Regions from separate parts of the Mus musculus genome. Here region 2 is linked to region 1. Evidence: chromatin contacts called from public Hi-C data. All regions are on one chromosome and are shown on one strand. The core of a region is the stretch at or near the end of the contact, and the rest is flanking DNA. Distances in the headings are between cores, read along the strand shown.

Region 1 (3,068 bases), core at 416-2,915:
TAGAGAATGCAGGAACTCTGTGAAAAGATTAACAGGTGGAACAAATCTCTAGCTTATGCCTCTACTAGGAATCGCATCTAGTGCTGGAAAGCATTCTACTACAGAGTGAAGAGAGATCAACATTCAAGACTATCATTGGCTCACTCTTACCTCACCGAGAATGATTTTCACTGTAAATGAGAATGAACAAGTTACTCAGTTTTCCTGTGTGGGTTGACAAAGGACTTAAATCCTATAAGCTTACTGTTAATCATCTATTTTTTTCTTGCCCACCTTATCTTTAGCTTTGGTGACATTTACTTAAAAGAAACCATGCATTGTGTAGTGGCCCACACCTTTGATCTCGGCATTCCCCAGGCAGGTAGGAGGATTTCTGTGAGTTCCAGGCTCACAGACTCAAAAATAAAGGAAAAAACAAAAAAAACAATAGATGTAAGATCTGAATAACAGCATCCGTCACGTATATAAGGGGACGTGGGTGTTGTGAATGCTTCATTTCGGTTGACAAACCTGGGGCTAAGAGAAAAAATAAGAAGCCCTATACAGAATGACCCCAGTTATTTCTTTGTCTTCTTATTTAGCCCCTTTCCTTTTACTGTCTTCCATTGAGGGTTCTTTCTTGGTCCTTAAAACACATTCCCTTTTCAGAATCCTTTTCATTGTTAGCTTCTTTCTTGAAACCAGATAGTTCCAGGACTGGATCGTTCTCATCCTTCACATTTCTGCTCAAATGCCACTCTAAGAGGTCTTTTCTGGTCATCTCAAAATAACATCTCCACTCACCTTTGTGTGTGTGTGTGTACCCGTTACTGGCAATCACACACAAAGAGCAGTGCAGATTTAAAGCCTCTTTTCTGGCTTCTATGAGAATAGCACATGCAGAATGGGTGCTGCCTTCGTCTCCTCTCCTGGGAGCCCTTGCCTAGCAGGGAACAAATTCTTGAATGAATGAACGTGGCTCTTTGGGACCCTATACGTCGTTTCTTCTTCCAAGCGGTCCCTTCGCAGAAGTGGTGGTTAACTGAAGTCAGGTACTTGGGTCTCAGCGCCCGGTCCACGGTGCCACGTCCCCTGGGCCGAGCGCTTAGGGCAGGGAGCCGCCTGTGGAAACGAAAGCAGGAAGGGGAAAGTCTCCGCGGAGGCAGCGGCCGCCAATCCTATCAGCTCGGACGCAGCGGGGCCTTCCCGGCCGGGCTGACTCATTCCCAGCCGTCTCCTCCGCGAGCCGAGGCCGCAAGCACGCTGCGCCAACCCGCACCCGCCCCGCTCCTCCTCCTCCTCGCGCGCTCTCGCCCGGGGGCTGCCCCGGGAATCTCCACGCGCGCCTCCGCTTCCCCGGAGCCCGCGGCCGCCTCCCCCGTCCCGGCCCAGCCCCGCAGAGCGGCCCCGCGGGCGGCGCAGGCGCAGTGGGGCGTGCCGGCCTCCGCCCCCCCGCCAACCCCCGCCGGCTTGCCCACGCCCCGCTCCGCCGCTCGGGGCCGCTTTCCCGAAGCTGCACCGCGCCGGAGCCCGCCGAGCAGGGCAGCTGAGCCGGCGTCGCGGGGCCGAGCGGAGGCGGCGTGCGGCCCCTGGAGGGCGGAGACGGGCTCGGCGCGCGGTGGGCGTGGCGTGGGCTGCAGGAAGCTGAGGCAGAGCAGAAAGGGGGCAGCAGCGGCCACCGCCGGCCTCCCGCCGCGCTGACAGGCTGGGCGGGCCCCCGCTCTGGGCGAGCTCGCGCGGCGTCGGCGCCTCGGCCGCGGCCCCGGCTCCGGAGGCGCCCGTCCGTCCCGGCGAGGGCTGCAGGCGGCTGCCGGGTCCGCCGCTGCGGGATGTGAGTGCGGGCCAAGCCCGCGCGGGAGGGCCCCCGAGGGCCCAGCCTGGCGGCCGCTCGACCCTGCGCCCGGCCCGGGGGCTCCCTAGACCTCGGCCCGCCCGACGCGTCTCGGAGGAGCGGATCCTGCGCGCCTCGGGGCGCTCCTGTGTGGCCCGACCCGTGTCGCCGGTGGGTGCAGTCCCTGGCTGCTGGATGGGGGCGGGGGGCAGCGGTTCTCCCTGCGATCCCGCCTCCTGCTTTCCCCTTAGCCCCCTGCTACTGGCAGGGAACTTCAAAGCTAGAAAACCTGCGGGTTTCCGACAGCCTAGGAAGGAGTGGCTAGCTGTTGATAAATGCATGCATCCCCTTGTGCCTTAGAACCCGACCCCCCCTCTTTCTTATTCTTCTGTACATTTTTCTAGTCATCTAAACAGCGCAGAAAAAAAAAAAGAGAGCATCTATTGGCCCTGGGTTTTTGAGTTAGTGACTTGCTGCTTCTGTTTTTAGGTTCCTGAAGCAGGCGACGGGAACAAGATGTGAACTGTTTTCCCTCCCCAGAAGAAGAGGCCCTTTTTTTCCCTCCCGCGAAGGTGGGTGTTAGCGCTCGGGGCTGCCTGGGTGCTGCAGTTAAAGACAAGGGTGTCTGAGATCTGCGAGCCAGTGCCTGCTAAGAAGGCTGGATGCTTGTGTACAACGGCAGGACTAATTGTTGCTTACTGCGAAAATGGCAGTGTTGAACTTTTCCTGTTGCTGTGGGAGAGTAATTGGGTGGTATTTATTGTGTCTCTTGGATCCTTAAAGAAGCGGTCTTTGTTGGTTTTACAGTGTGGTCTTGCAGAGGAAAACAATAAGTCGTCTCTTTCTCCCCCTTTCTCCCCAGTCTTAATTTTCAAGGAATTGAAATAACCTGTTGAGGGAACAAATTGGTTGTTTTTGCTGGGTTTCTGCTGCCACATTGAATGCTTCCTGTATTCACCTGCTTGCTTTGTTGGTTGATTGCTTTCCGGTGGTTACTAGTCTATCAGGGGAAACTCCTTTTCCCTGAATGAAAGGACCGAGCCGCTGAGTGTGTCACAGAGAGGAGGAGAAATGCGGAGAAGGGAAACAGAAGTGGGAATAAAGAAGCCGGAGGTTGCTTTTGGTTTCATAATAGGTTTGTATGAGTGAGTTGTTGGCTTACTGCAAATATTCTCATATAGTTCCCAGCGGATTTGAAAATGAATCATCAATTTCTGGTCCTCTTTCTCTATATCCTTTACCTGTTTACTGTTTACGG
Region 2 (3,252 bases), core at 424-2,923, 84 kb before region 1:
GTTTGCAGCTGACTGCTAGCTCCAACTTGGTTTCCTTCTAACTCATGTATTTGCTTCTGAGTGATATTTAAGATGCAAATACAATCCTTAAACTTTGTGAGGATGAGCCAGATGTGGTGGCACATGCCTTTAATCCCAGCACTCTGGAAGCTTAGGCAGGCAGATCTCTGTGAGTTCAAATCCCCTTTGTGAGGATTAAAATGGTTCTTGGGCACCTAGTAGGTACTCAGTAAATATTTGCCAACTGCATATTGAGGGGGAACTCCCAGCTCATGAGCAGGTTATAGCTACAAACTTCTTGTGTAAGGAAGTCTTTGGAGATTTGTACTGGTTTTGGCCATCATAATGATAGACAGTTTTGTTGTTGTTGTTTGTTTGTTTTTCCTGACACAGGATTTTTCTTTATAGCCCTGGATATCCTGGAATTTATTTTGTAGACCAGGATGGCCTTGAACTCACTGAGATCTGCCTGGCTCTGCCTCCCAAGTGCTGGGATTAAAGGTGTGTGCTACTACCGCCTGGCATGGTAGACAGTTTTTGACTTGTTGGTCTAACTCTGAAGATTAAGTTCACACATAATAGAGCCTGGCCCCAGTTTCAGTCTCCTGGGGATCATCCAACAGCAAACGGGGTTAATGAGTGAGGAAGAATAAGAGGAAGATGGCTAAGCTGCAAGAGCCATGGAAGTAGACAGTGTGCTGTCAGCATCCTTTCTGGTCCTTTCCATGTTTGTGTTTCTCTATTATTACCTGAGGGCCTCCCCACAGACCCCACACACTTCAGCAGCAGCAGCCTTGTCTGAGAAAGAAACACATGCTACCCTTGAGAGTGTTCTGACCTTTGGCACACTAAGACATGATCAACAGACTTTTGCACCTCAAGGGTACAGGAATGTATTATTTCTTAAGACGTGTGAGCTTGTTATATTCCCATGTATTTGCCTATCCATACCTCCTGGCCTTTGTTCTCCCTGATGATTTAGTAAACAAAACATTGTATCTTTTAAATATAGTATAGCAATATCTTTACATGCAGTTGCGTCTGATAAAAACTCAGTACTGGAGACATGTTGGGTCCTTAGAGCTTCTCACACTCCCTTTGGGTTCCAGTTTGCCCTGTTGAAAATTCACACTGACTGAGTTCTGCAATCTCTGGCAAGTGGCGCCCAAAGAGAGACAACTCAGTTCTTCAGGTTGTGGCTTGCTGGGGATTTTCAAGGTTGGGTGACAATGGAATAGAGTCATCTTCACAGCATTATTTGGCTCCTTTGTGCTGTCTGCTTAAACAAGCAAGGGCTGTGGTTAGTCCTGGAACTTATCAAGAACTGTTACAATGGGTCATATGCCATGCCCATGGCTCCCAAAAGCATGGGAACTGGATGGGTGAGGCACTTTAGAAAGAAACAGAGCCAAGGTATTTAAATTTCTATTTATGAGTTTTTCAGTATGGGCACTGGTAAAAAGGACCCTGGAACCATTTCAGGAGCATTTACCACAGGCTGTCCTGGTTCCAAGGATGCAAGAGAATAAATTCGAGTACAAGATGTCTGTACCTAGGACGACTCCATTTCCTCCTCAGAATCTGTATGTTGGAGCAACCCTTTGAAACAAAATACAGAAAATGAAAGTAAGTTGTTGCCGTTACAACACTAATTTGGACAAACTTATGAACAAGTTTCGCTTGCTGTTTAGTGTGTGTGGCAACGTCTGTCTGAGCCTGGGTTTTATTAGGACAGTGCAGAGCCTTTCAGAAACTTTTGATGACTCTCTTGGTCACCTCACAAAGGTAGTAACAAGACAGGGTGTCTGCTCTCAAGCAATGCATACGTCAATCAAAGGGTTGGCTTTTAAAATGCTAATGTACAGGGAATTCTGACTCCTAAGCAACAAAAGAACACGATTAATGATTACATCAGAGTAGCCCAAAATGTGGAAATGCAGAAACATAACAATAATGTTTTTGCTGTAGCATTTATTTATGGCAAGCATTTAGACTAGCTAAGGCGGTTTGTTTTCAGTATGGGAAGCCAGAGACTATAGAGATGACTCTATGACTCCCCAGCAGGCTACTACATATCCTTCACCAGGGATGTGTCCCAGGTGTCATAATGGGACTCATTAGGATAATCCATGTATATCCAAATTTGAAAAGGATAATTCCTTGCCTCTCTGTCTATGGCATTGGGAAATAACCACAGAGACCCTCCCTGGGGACCCATCAGCATCTCAGGGGACTTACCTAGGAAACAACCCAGTCTTTGATCTCTCTCAGCAGCAATCCTTTGGGAGCTGAGGATTAGACTTGCCAGCAGCTAAGAATATGGTTCTTAGAACTGCAATGGGTATATACAAGCTGTGCCTACAGGAATCTGGGGACCATTCTCCAGGCACAGTGAGATTAATTTTGGGGAGAAGTACTCTTAAATTTAAAGGGAGTTACTGTTGTTCCTGGCGGTTGATGATGGTTATTCTAGGCAAATCGAGGCCATGATGTCTTCTAGAGAAATGTATTGAGAAAGGATGGTCTCTTGCTCAATTGAGTTTACTGTTGGGGTCTGAGAATCGCCACACAAACCATATAGACATCAATCGCAGTTAAGCAAGAATAGTTGATTGAACACACAGCATAGTACTGGACGTCCAGGACCACAAGAAGGAAAAACCTAACTGTGGCACCAGTCTGTCCGCAGGGCAGGCTTCTTAGATGAAAAGCCAGGTGCAAAAGTTCGAAGGCAAGCAGTGAAGTGGTACATCATCTTAGGCTGACTGGACCAAGTATCACCAGCCAACCTTTAAGCTGATTGGCTCTGAGTGAGGCGAGGAGGGTGGTGGACAGGTGACGAACTGAGGAGCTTCAGAACATGGAGATACAGGGGACAAGTGACTCAGCCATAACTTGTTGGCTTCTTAGTAACATTCTTTAGTGTCAGCTAGAGTAATAGCTGCGAATTAATTTCACCTTAGGAGCAAAATGGAGACTGAATACAAAATGGCCTCAGTTATGTTAAAAGGAGCAGGCATCAATACTCCCCCTCCCCAAACCCCACCCCTTATCCCCTAACCCCCCTGCCTCTTGAGTTGTTCCAGTGAGTCAAATCATTGACTCTTAATTTTTCTCTGAGGCCAGAGGAACCAGTTAAGAACTTTTAGACTAGCCGTTTTTGCATGTGTAATGTTGCTCTTCCTTAAGAAGTGCTGCTGCTCCCATGCCGGCAGATTCTGTTATTCCCATGCCTACTCAGAGAGGCACTGG

What was found. Hi-C and Micro-C count contacts between places; a contact is called where the count stands out from the background.
Region 2: a Hi-C map of peritoneal macrophages shows a contact between it and region 1, with 4 times the contacts expected there. A contact is called at or near these places in 8 of 39 promoter capture datasets (the 3T3-L1 cell line, the C10 cell line, embryonic stem cells and 4 more), 11 of 484 Hi-C or Micro-C datasets (the HPC-7 cell line, the N1E-115 cell line, Sertoli cells and 7 more), 14 of 130 datasets of targeted methods (the 230-238 cell line, CD8 T cells, the SCID.adh cell line and 9 more) and 4 of 9 other capture datasets (adipose tissue, liver, macrophages and 1 more).

What each region holds. Positions count from the first base shown.
Region 1 is chr19:29,250,138-29,253,205 of GRCm38.p6, forward strand. It overlaps Jak2 (Janus kinase 2), which reads left to right and starts at 1,666. Exons shown (of 25, transcript NM_008413.4): 1 at 1,666-1,981; 2 at 2,300-2,382.
Region 2 is chr19:29,166,483-29,169,734 of GRCm38.p6, forward strand. No RefSeq gene overlaps it. Among named protein-coding and RNA genes, the nearest start is that of Mir101b, 33 kb to the left of the region's middle.